Regions from separate parts of the Mus musculus genome. Here region 1 is linked to region 2. Evidence: chromatin contacts called from public Hi-C data. All regions are on one chromosome and are shown on one strand. Each heading gives the region's core, a stretch centred on a gene start, on an enhancer-like site or on the middle of the called end of the contact. The rest is flanking DNA. Distances are from core to core; before and after follow the strand shown.

Region 1 (6,184 bases), core at 2,326-4,825, 240 kb before region 2:
TGGCAAGCTTGTTTCTGGAAATGGGATCGAAGTTAATGGCTCTACTCTGTTTTGTTGTTGCTGTTGTTTTGTTTTGTTTAAGAGAAAAGTTAGTGAGTTTCCACAAAGAAACAAATAACAACCTTATCTTGTATTTGGTTACTCCACAAATAAAGCCTGCCTTTGGATCAGGTCAAGGAACAGTCACCAACTGAATGGGCAGAGCTAGTACTAAGTGGCATAAGATTTTATTAGATAGAATGCTTAGGGCACAGAGATGGGCTTTGAGGAAGGTCACAGCCAGTAGCACTCAGTCTGGAAGAATGAGTAAGAATAGGCAACAGAGATTAGGAGCAGAAAAAAGAACATGAATGAAGTTCAGATAATGGTGGTGATGGTGATGGAGGGAACAGAGAGAGAGAGAAGTAAATAACACACACACACACACACACACACATTCATGCTCACACAAACACACATATGCTCACACAAGCAGACATGCACACTCACACATACATACACACATGCACAAACACACATGCACATACATTGGCACACACGTGTACACACACATGCATGCACACATGTGTGAGTGTGCACACACACATGCACACATGAACATACACACATGAATGCACACATGTGTATGTATGTGTGAGTATACACATACATACATGCATGCACAAACACACATGTGCACATGCACAAACACATGCGCACACACACACACATGTGCACATAGCACATCTACTACTGACAGCACAGTCTGCAGCAAAAACTCAGTAACTAATAGGAATTGGTATGGTACAGGAAATACCATCAAAAGATTGATATCCTTGAGTATCTGGGAGAGAAAAAACCTGGCTCTCTGTTGTAATACATACTGTCTAAACAACTTATTTCCACTGTGGGCTCTTACTAAGGTAGTATACCACTGTGGGGCATAAAGGGGTAATGGAGGAAGGAAGCATGTATGAAGGTATAAGGCTGGAGTGGGTCAGAGTAGAATGTGAAATATTGTGTGAATATTTATAATGCCAGAAAAATTGTATCTGCATAGTAATCAGAGATCATACACACATGCATGCATGCACAGCACACACAGACTAACTCACACACATACGATTTTGGACAATAATAGTAAAACCAATCAATTCCATGATTCCAGAAAATATCAGAAGGATTATCATATCTTTGGTTGGGCTTTTTCTCTTTTTGTTTTTCTTTTGTCAGTTGTATTTCCAGAAAACACGAGCCTCTTCTTTTATGATTGGGATACCATGGAATTTAAAAGTAGGACCTTTCTGTTCTTACTGGTGATGCGGTGAGGATTAACACTGGATTTCACTTTTGCATGTGTTTTGTATGTAAGACTACATACAGAGGCCAATGGCCCATGGGAAGTGGCACTATTGGGAGGTGTGGCATTATTGGAGAAGGTGTGGCCTTGTTGGAGAAAGTGTGTCAGTGTGTAGCAGGCTTTAAGGTCTCTATGTTCAAGCTCCACACATCGTAGAAAGAGAGCCTCCTCCTAGCCTTCTTCAGATCAAGATGTAGAACTGTATGCTCTTCCAGTACCATGTCTTCCTACATGCTTCTTGCCATGCTGGTAATGGATAGAACCTCTGAAACGGTAAGCCAGTCCCAGTTAAATGTTTGCCATTCTAAGAATTGCCTTGGTCATTTGTGTTTCTTCACAGTACTAAAACCCTAAGGCAATTCCTCAGGTACTACCTACCTTATTTTGGAGACAGTGACCTTTAAGTCACCAAATAGATGAAGCTGGATGGCTAACAAGTCCCATTTGTCTCCACCGCTCTAGCTTTGGAAAGGTAAAAGCATGGGGCTGTGCCTCAGGTTTTTAAAATGTGGGCTCTAGTGACAAAAATCAGCTCTTTAGCTTGCAAGGCAAATATGTGATCATTTGCACTGATTCTTCAGCTCTGACATTTCATTCTCAGGATCACCTCATGATGCTGGATATGAAAGGCTGTATCCATTTGTTAAGGCCTGGCGACTGTGATTTGGAGTGGTAGAATCATTTGTCTAAAGCCACAAGGCTGAAAGCAGTCAGAAAGTGAACCCAAATTTATTCCAAACCATTGGTCTTTTCCAACGTTGGTCTGAAAGTGAGTTAGCACCATTATTTTCTCAATAGTGTCTTTTATGTGTGCATGATCAAATGTGAACATGTGAGAAATTTTATATGCTTCATGTATTATATCTGTACAAAGTCTTACTGTGATGACCTGCCACTAATTCAGTGTTATTGTGAAATTTTTATTATTTAACTTCTAAATTTTATTTTTCATTTTTTCCCCATAGGAAGCCAGATCCCTGGAGTTTCTAACTAGGTAGTCATTTAATAAAATTCAATATAGCACCCGCTTTTCAAGTTAACAATCCTTCTCTTCTGGTCAAGGGCAAATTTGGATGATGAAAGATGTTATAGGCTTCTAGACTTTGAAACCAGTAGTATTTATCACCCTTGGTTTAAAAATAGGAGGCCAAGTGTCTTGAAGCATTTTATCTTTCCAATGCATAATTAATTGCCTTGTTTAAAAACTCTTATGGAGTAGGTGTTTCAGTGTTAAGATCATAACTTTATATTCATCCATTAATCTACTTCTCTTGGAAATATATATTAATAGATTAAAAAAAAAACCAAACTATGCTCCAGAGAGATGCCTGTCTTCTCTCCAAGTCAAAGGAAATAGCTAATGGCATCTTAAAATGAAGGCCCCCAGCTCTAGATTCCATATTTAGAGCATTTTCCCCCTGGATTATCTTGCCTGGGTCTCAACTCTAGTTTTTTGAGTATATATTCTTGCTGTATTAGATGATTTATTTTATTGTGGGAAAGACCCAGATGGAACCAGCACTGTGTGAATTAACCTCCATTTGCATCTAAGCTCCCCTTGGGGCTAAATGTGGGTTGTAGACCTGTTATGGCTTCGCAATTCTGAGAGATAAATATCTGAGGTGGCTTGTGTGTCATCTGTGCCATAAGGGATGGGACTGCTGAACTGATGCGCAGAGATGAACATGGAAGAGTTTGGCTTCTTGCTTTCTTTAAAGACTATTAATTATTTTCAAAGATAACTTGATTCATTATTAAAACTTCCGTAGAAATTCAACAAAGTAGGAGAGTAAGTGCCCTCCTTTCCACATAGCTAATACCTCTATGTAGTCTGTACTTTTTCAGGCAGGAAAAAGAAAGCTGAAAATCACAAATAAATCCCATGCATTAGCCTTAAGGTTCTATTTATAATGGCTCCTATCCTTCTTCTTACCACTTTGCCCAGCAAAAAAAATGGAGCATTCCTTTCCATCTGTCCAATGTGACCTTTACAGGTTTCTTAATAATACAATTTTATTCTCATTCTTATTTTTTCTTTCCAAAATTTTTATGCCAACCAACATCAGGAGTAGATGATAAGACCCCACTGCCAAAGGCACTTTGGTTGCAGGAGATAGAGAAATCAAGATGGAACACAGCCAGAAGTTCCTTCCCTGCTGGCCAGCTTTCATAGTGCCAGATGGTGCAGTCCAGGCTGTGGAGGGAGAAAAGGCACCATGAGCCTCACAGACTGTAAACCCTGTGGTCTATAGTACCACCCTGCCAGGCAAGGTGTGCTCAGGTGACATAATGGCATGGCCTCTATGGAAGTAACCACCTACTTTCTGACTGCATTTGAACCCTGCTTCACATGAGGGTGTTCATGTCTGTATTGTAAACTTGGTCAAAAGTCCATGGCTTGGAAGAACCCAGTATGGTTGCTTTGTGAAACAGACAGTGCATATGATCACATGTTTAACCAACATTAGAGACAACACTTGTAGTTTTCAGTGTACAACAGCACAGAAACTTTTGTTGGAGGAGATATAAATGCATCAAGTTGGGTCTTTGGAGATGTTCATACTTATCGTTAAGAAAAGAACATGCTTGAACATGTTCACTGCTCTCCTGCCATATACAGACCATTAAGGCTCAAATGATCCTACCTGGAAGAAGAGGTAAGCAGAAATGTATCACTGATTTGCTCATCAAGTATGAAGAGTATGAAGCCAAGGTCTGCTGGTCACAGCACTAGCCAATGACTATACATATGAAAGAATGGCAGGACACTGGGGTCTAGGACACTGTGCTCCTTAGAGCTCACTGGGAAGAGGTTGGCCTATGATCAGTTATCTAAAATAAGTAAATAAGAGGTCTAAATGGGAAAGAGAAATGCAATAGAAAGTCAGAAAACTTCAAATACAAATCAAAGATCTGTCAGAGAAATCATATGAAAACCAACTTCAGGAATTAGCACCAAACAGCTCACTCCTCAATAAGCAATGTGTTCCCAGTGCTTGCATGAAGCTACTCAGTGTGGAACAGGGTGGAGTGCATTGTGTCTTCATTACAGTTATCCCATAAGAGATCAACCTGACTCCTTTTATGGATTAAAAAAGGAGAAAAGGTAGCAGAATATACAGGGGCCTGCAGAATTGGGTTGAAATCTTGGGTCCATACTGTAACAATTTGAACCTAAAAAAATGTCGTTTTAAGTCTCAGAATTTTACTTGGGATAGGGCATACACCTGAATCTACTTTAGAACACCTGATACAGAGTCCTAAGTTATTGACTATCTCTTTAGTTTATAGAGCCTTGAAGTATTGACTCTCTCTCCCTCTCTCTCTCTCTCTCTCTCTCTCTCTCTCTCTCTCTCTCTCTCTCTTTAGTTCAGTACCACATAGCCAGAAAGGGTCAGGCTGGATTTATAGCATTTATGTTTATTCTAAAACTGGTGAGCTGATTTCCAGTTTACAAAACTTGATACATATTTATCATATGTCTGAAGGCAAAAAGGTGAACCTTGTAATGTACTTTAACGCTGAGTCTAATTATCCTCATTATGTATCTATGTATCTATCTATTTATCTATTCACCTATCTACTCATCTGTCTGTCTATCTATCCACCTATCTACTCATCTATCTACTCATCTATCTATCTCTCTCTCTCTCTCTCTCTCTCTCTCTCTATCTATCTATCTAATCTATCCACATATATGATACATAGTTATGACATCTATAAGTAATTTATTGCAGCTATAATAAGACAGAGCTAGTATGTGGCAGAAAAAAAGAGGAAGAGGGCTCCTGAACTAGACAGGCATCACTGTAAGTAGAGCACATGTGGTACAATCATGAGGACTTGAGTTTGGATCCCTAGCATTATAAGAGGCTGGGCACAATGGCATTTGCCTACAGTTCCAGTGTGGACAAGCAGAGACACAAGGATGCTGGAGTCAGTGAGCGAACTTGTCTCAAAAAATTAGGTAGCAAAGCATAGAAGCCTGAGGTGGGCCTCTGACTTCCTCTGATGTGTACTCATGTAATGCATATCCATATATATATGTACAAACACATAGAAAACATACATATGCATATAGCACACACATGCGTATAGCACACACATGCATATAGCACACACATGCACAACACACGCAGACACACACAGACACACACACACAGACACACACACACAGACACACACACACACAGACACACACAGACACACACAGACACACACACACACACACACACACACACACACACACACACACCAGAACAGAACAAAACAGAGACTGTTTGCAAATTTGTAGAGTAGGTTTATGCTTGAGGATAGAAAGGATGACAATTTCAGTTTATAACAGATTGGCTCTTAGAGTCCCATGGATTATGTATGTGCAGGAGAGAGTACAAATGGGAACTGCAGCATAAAGGCATCACCAGCAGAGAACTGACTTCATGAAACACGGGTCCAGATGGCTCGAGTATGGAACTAAAACACCAGAATTACAGCCCCAAAATGTCTGGTTATGATTCCAGATACCTTAAAGCAAAGAGATCAACACTAAAGCGAAATCAGCGACAGGGCAGAACAGGGCAGAGCTTGGGAAAGCAGACTGCAGTTTATGGTCAGAAAGGGGAGACATCTCAGTTGGTAAAAATGTTTTCCACACATACATGAGGACCTGAGCTCAGATCCTTGGCACCTATGAAGAAGCTAGCATTCATCTGTAATTTCCACCCTGGGAGTGTGGAGACAGACAGCTTTTAAACTCATTGGCTGGATAGCAAAGCAGAGTTGATGAGCTCCAGTGAAAAGCAGTGTCAAAGATAAGGCAGAGGTCTATTGAGAAAGACACTTGAT
Region 2 (6,195 bases), core at 2,522-5,021:
AAAGATAAAAAGACTCCTTGGAGGAGCCAATACCTTGTAAGGGCTCATGCAAACGGTCCTGAATACTTTGTTCCAGAAGACTGGGCATGTATCTCAGTTGGTTGACTGCTCCTCTAGCATAAATAAAAACTTAGGTTTAATTCCTAACACTATACAATATAGGCATGGTAGCACAAACCTGAAACCCTGCCACTGAGGAGATAAAGGTAGGAGAAGCAGAATATCAAGACCATCCTTGGCTACATAGTGAGCTTGAAACCAAATGGGTTACATGGGATCCTGCCCACTTAAAAATTATAATAGATATTTAAATTCTCCAAACATCATAACCTTATGACCTTTGCTTCTGTGGGTTTCCCACTGCACACAAACCAATGCCCACCATCTTAATCCTTCCTCTACCTTCTCTCTGAGAGCTGAGCAGCGTGGTAATGATGCCTCTCAGTTGGCCTCACATTTTTCTTCAATTGTTTGGTTTCTTTCCTAGCTTGTGTAATATTTTACATTCAAGTTCCTTTCCTTTATGACATTTAATGCAATTCAATGTACTTAGAAATAAAATTAAAACCTAAAAAAGTCCTAAAGGCAATTATGTGTCACCTATGTGTTCTGATCACACATGTGCATCCCTCAAATGAGAGAACATAGCAGAGAAAAGAAGAACCAAATTACACGTGGCTGCTTGTCATACCAGCACTGAGGAGGCTGAGGTGAAATGGCAGTATGTTTCAGTTCAGAGTAGCTACACACCTCTGAGTTCCAGACCAACCTGGGTTATGAAGTGAGTGAGCCCCGTACTACAGAGAATAAAGAAAGCAGCAGACAGTTGTGTTTACAGCAATAGGTACTAAAGATATGCCATTGAATCAGTACGTTAACCTACTCGCAACAATCTCTCCAAATCTTCACTTTGAAAAAAATCTTTTACTCCAGCCAACGAGAATAAAGTGGCTCCTGCCCACACCATTTGTTTACTGTTTCTGTCAATTGATATCATCTGAGATAGCTTCTCCCCAACAAATGTTATTTACTTCCTGTCTGCAACCATCATCAGCCCAAGGGAACACTCCTTTATTGCTATGGTCTGGATCCATATATTATTCTTTGTGGAAGACTTCACCTGTCAGTTGATCCTTTACTCATCTGTGAATACCGAGTAATCAGTGTTTTGATTATAACTCACTTTCCTACTGTCACTTCCTTCTTCCCTGTTCCTTGATGATTAACTAAGTGATGGAGAGCTTTGGGTCTTCTCTGAACCTCACTAACAGCACATGTTAGACAATCCTTAATTTATTAATATTTGAGTACAGTTGATGCTTCCTCCTAATGGTTGCAGATGTCTATTGACAGTGGGGAAGAAAGAGATAACTACCTTTCTACAGAACCCGGTGCACTCCAAGCTTTACCTGCAAGCTTGGTTCTACTTTCAACTTGCCACAAATTAGATTCACCTGAGTAGAGAGCCTCACCTGAAGAGTTGTCCTGATCATCTTAACAGATGTCGGAAGACCCACTCCTGTGGAGTGGGGGTGTGGGAGGCTCCTTTTGGTAGCAGCCCATATGAAACAGGAGGAAGCTTATTTGCCTCTTGTTTGCTTCTCTTGCCCCATCTAGTTGATATCCAGTTGTTGTAGCCCATTCCTTCACTCATACCAGAGCCAGCTTTTCTAGCATTCCATCAGTGACTAAGGAACAGCAGCTCTCTGGGGAATCTCTAGGTTTGTTACACCAAATTAGGACTGCTGAAGCAGCCAGCCTCCTGTTGAACTCTCAACCTCTCAAGTAGGAGATAATTGTTATCATTTTAACATAATCTGATTTAATAAATTATTTTCCTATATGTATATATATATATTAATCCTTTCAGTTTTGCTCCACAAGAAGACCCTGACTAACATATGTGTGCCTCCTTTAATCCCTACCCCCTGCAAGTTCATTAGGAGTATTTCATCCCATACGAGAGAAAACTGGATTTCAAAATTACTTCATTGGGCTTATTTTTCTGGCAAGTAGAGAAGATGAAACAAAGACTCAAGTCTCGGTTTATATCCATAAGAAACATAAACCTATATAAACACCTCTGGTATGTATCAATTAAAAACAAGGAATAATTAGGACCTCTTATAACATCGGTGAGTCTCAGAGATTGTTGAGTAAGAAAAAGAACACCTTGTGAAGGGGCTGGTTTTTGTTTGTTTGAAACAGGTTATCATGTAGTTGAGGCTTTCCTAGAAATCACTGTGTAACCAAGTATGACCTGAACTTCTGATTCTCCTACTCCTAAATGCTGGGATTACAGGGGCCATAATTATGGGTCTAAATTATGAAATGTTTGGGACTGACCCCAGAGTTTTGTGCACTCTACCAACATATATTCAGGCAATGGGAAAAGAGGCATGAATGTCACTACCCCCTATTTGGAAGACAAGAGAGAAGTTGACATTTTACATTTTGCTAAATATAGTAGGAGCTCCATCATGTGTGTGTGTGTTATATTCAGAAAAAACAACCAGCATAATTATGGTGTGTATATCAGAGAAAAGGTTGTTCATTGAGTATAGAACAGTGGGGAAAAAAACCATAATTGTAACTATTCCCATTTGGTGTATACAAGTTAATATGATCTCTCCCTTTTTATAATTAAGGTCCAAGAAGATGTTGCTTTCCCTCATTGGAGACTCTGATAAACTCAGTTTGACCAGACAGTTAACCTGTATATCCTCTATCTCATTGTAGTGTGAGTTAATTCAATACTACTCTCTTTCTGGCCTGGGGCTTGGTATATTTCCTTCTTTATGCTCTTATACCACTACCCTATCTCCATTCTGATAACCATCTGTGTTATCATTTCACAACCATGTTGGATATATGTACAGGTACCATACAAACACTGCAGCAAAAGAGCAAAATACTAAAGATATTAGCTAAAAGGTGTCATAATAAAGGTAAACCTGGTGTTCAGATACAATCAGAATACTAGGATCAGGCATGTCCAATAGATAGTCCCGGTGTCTTAGTTAGGGTCACTATTGCTATGGTGAGGGACCATGAGCAAAAAGCAAATTGAAGAGGAAAGGGTTTATTTGGCTTACATCTCCACATCACTAGTCCTTATTGGAGGAAGTCAGGTCAGAAACTCAAGCAGGACAGGAACGTGGACACAGGAGCCAATGCAGAGGCCGTGGAGAAGTGCTGTTTACTGGCTTACTTATAATGACTTGCTTAGCCTGCATTCTTATAGGACCCAGAACCACCAATCCAGGGATGGCCCCACCCACAATGGGCTGGGTCCTCCCCCATTGACTGTTAATTAAGAAAATTACTTACAGCCAGATCTTATGGAGGCATTTTCTCAATTGAGATTCTTTCCTTTAAAATAACTCTAGCTTGTGTCAAGTTGACATAAAACCAGCTATCACACCCAGTAATCATGAGGTTGAGGCAGGAGGATTACAGTTTCTAGTCTAGAGATAGAGAGAGAGAGAGAGAGAGAGAGAGAGAGAGAGAGAGAGAGAGAGAGAGAGAGAGAGAGGAAAAGGAAGAGGGAGAGAGAGCAGGGTCTTTTATTACCTTCATGTCCCAAATCCCTTAATTTGTTAAATTTTCACCCCATCACTTCTGAAGTCCAGGACACCCTTGCTGATGTCATGGGTGTCGTGATTATCTCATGAGATAGTGCACATGGACATATTCTGAGCTAGAACATGGGAGAGGAGCTCACCTGAGTCTCCAGCACAGCTTCAGGAGCTCACTACCCTCCATCTGCCACTCTTCCTCTGACCTACTTTTCCTTTCTGGAGCTTGGTAGGTGATCCCACTAACGAACCCAACCTTCTGTTGTCATGAAGGTGAGCTAACGAGAATCTGTGGATGTGTCTTGCTCATACAATAACCAGGGAGCTCAGGTCTTTGGGTCTGCCTTCTTGTATCCATCCTTAGAGATCAAGAGTTCCAGGTTACTCCTCTGTGTTTGATCCCAGATGAAACAGATGGGAACTGGCTCAGAGGATATAATCTTCTATCCCTCACCTCATCAACTATCATAGAAATTGATTTCCTTATTTTCATTTATTTCAAAGCTGGAGGCCTAACCTAGGGCCTTATACTTGGACACAAGTACTAAACCACTGATCTCTCTTCCCAGTCATCTTTCAATTAAAAAAAAAAAACATAATTATTACATAAGACACCAATAATTCAGGCAATGGGAAAATAGACACCAATGTCACCACCACCTGTATGGAAGAGAAGTTGTCATTTGCTAAATATGGTAGTAGCTCCATCTTTAAACACATTTTTGAAGGTATGATCTATAGTTTGCTTCTCCACCATTTCTATGTACTGCATTTCCAAATTTCAGCCCAATCACGTGTATTTGTGCTTTCTCCCCCTACTTACAACATCATAGACTGATTTTGGAGTTCTATTGAAGTTACATAATACACATCCTAGCTCTCTTGGTAACTTGCTTTTCTCACTTACCAGTTCAGTTCATACATTTCAACTGTTGTATGGAATCCACTGGGTATATGACCACTGATTTGTCCATTTCACATACTCAGAGTTAGAGTCTATATTTTCAGCTACTCTTTGTTGTGCTACATTGTGTACCTCTGTGTAGACCTCATTGTTTATACACTAAGCTATCTCATATAGAAGAAACTTAGGATAGAGAATGAGAAAATGAATTGTTGAATTACAGGGTATGCCTATCCTGCAATGAACTAGATATTTCTAAGGTAGTTACAACAGTTTAAATCACCAAATCTTTTGGCCACATCCTTTGATGCAATCAGATTTCAAAATGTGTGCTGATAGGATGGTTTGAAATGCTATACCACTGCAGTTTTAATCTCTGCCAAACCCCAGTAAGAGTGAATAAATTGCTCATGTATTTATGGCTGTTTGAAATTCTTCATTTTCAATCAGCCTTATTGACATCCACTAAATTGTTTATTAATTTGATCAATTCTGGTCCCAGAGAATTGGACCCTTCCCAGCAATACTCAATCAATTACATCTACTTCTGGTTTCCAGAAGTTTCCTCTTTCAGTTGAACCCAAATGTACATTGTTGATGTTTCCTGGTTATGCATTATAGGATGGCATCACAGCTAACCTTTCTTCTTTATGGTTACTTTGTCCCTCTATTTCTTCATTGATTTGATCCTCACTGGAGTCCTAAATGACACAGTCATGCCACCAAGGAGATACAGGCCTTACAATGTACCCTGTAGCCCTTTAATAAGAAATTTGAATACTTGCAGGGACACAGAGCACTACTCTAAGTGAATGTACAGAAGAGCAAGGGCAATACCCACATGTTAATACAAGTGGTTAATGATAGTGGCCCTATCGATATGATGGTGAGGCAAGCCTCATTAGATGGGTTGAGCGAACAATGCCTGTGAGAAAAGAGCCAAAATGGACAGGCTGATGAAGATGTTTCATGAACAGAGTAAAGAGACCAGTGCTTTTCATGGAAGGTCTACAAGCACTTTCAAATGCTAATAGGGATGAACTAGTAGAGCAGTAAACATCCTTATGTTTGGGAATAAAGGGGTTATAATTGCAGAAGCAGAGGCCATTAAAAGCTGAGAGACTGAGACTCACATTCAAAGCCTTAGGACTAAGATTTCATATCTGCAGCCACACTATCCCTACATAAAAAGAACAAAACAAAGAGACAGAGTTCAGATGCAGAAAAAGTGTTCTGGCCATGAGGAGTCAAGGAATTCCCATCTGCCTCAAGTTTATTTGTGTATCCAATGAAAAAGGCATTACCAATTCCCAAGAAAAAACAGACAAGCCCACAACTGGTGCAATTCACTAGTTGAGAATTACTAAAGAAAAAAAAATAGCAAAACTCTACATGAAAATGGTCAAGCAACTTATAAACATCATACAATTTTAAGAAGTCACTTAAAATTTTTGAACCATATCCCATCCCACCCCGCCCCTCTGCTACCATTCCCATTACTTAAAAAGGGTCAGCCTTCATCTTGTACTCTTTATGGTGTTTAAATGACAATGGTCCCTATGAGCCCATGTGTTTGGTCCCCAGTTAGTTGAACTGTTTGGGAAGGATTAGGAGGTGTCACCTTGTTGAAGGAGGTGTGTAACTGGGGATTCAAAAGCCCAAGCTAGACTGAGACTTACCCTGACCCTGGCCTGCTGCCTACAGATCAGGATG

The links. A called contact is a pair of places that touch in the nucleus more often than the background predicts.
Region 1: a contact with region 2 is called in a Hi-C map of cerebellum, with 2.0 times the contacts expected there. The contact joins two enhancer-like sites. A contact is called at or near these places in 2 of 484 Hi-C or Micro-C datasets (cerebellum and nephron progenitors) and 1 of 115 datasets of contacts at active chromatin or transcription factors (heart atrium).

What each region holds. Positions count from the first base shown.
Region 1 is chr11:93,390,937-93,397,120 of GRCm38.p6, reverse strand. All of the region lies in intron 4 of Car10 (carbonic anhydrase 10), which reads right to left. Gm35002 (a long non-coding RNA gene) reads right to left here. Exons shown (of 2, transcript XR_388957.4): 2 at 1-6,184. Among named protein-coding and RNA genes, the nearest start is that of Gm24856, 19 kb to the left of the region's middle. Within about 2 kb of position 3,575, at least 3 of the 459 cell types and tissues checked have an H3K27ac peak or open chromatin away from gene starts, as enhancers often do. A contact at or near this core is called in cerebellum, where this site is marked.
Region 2 is chr11:93,152,692-93,158,886 of GRCm38.p6, reverse strand. The region is part of intron 2 of Car10 (carbonic anhydrase 10); the gene reads right to left. Among named protein-coding and RNA genes, the nearest start is that of Car10, 57 kb to the right of the region's middle. Within about 2 kb of position 3,771, at least 2 of the 459 cell types and tissues checked have an H3K27ac peak or open chromatin away from gene starts, as enhancers often do. A contact at or near this core is called in cerebellum, where this site is marked.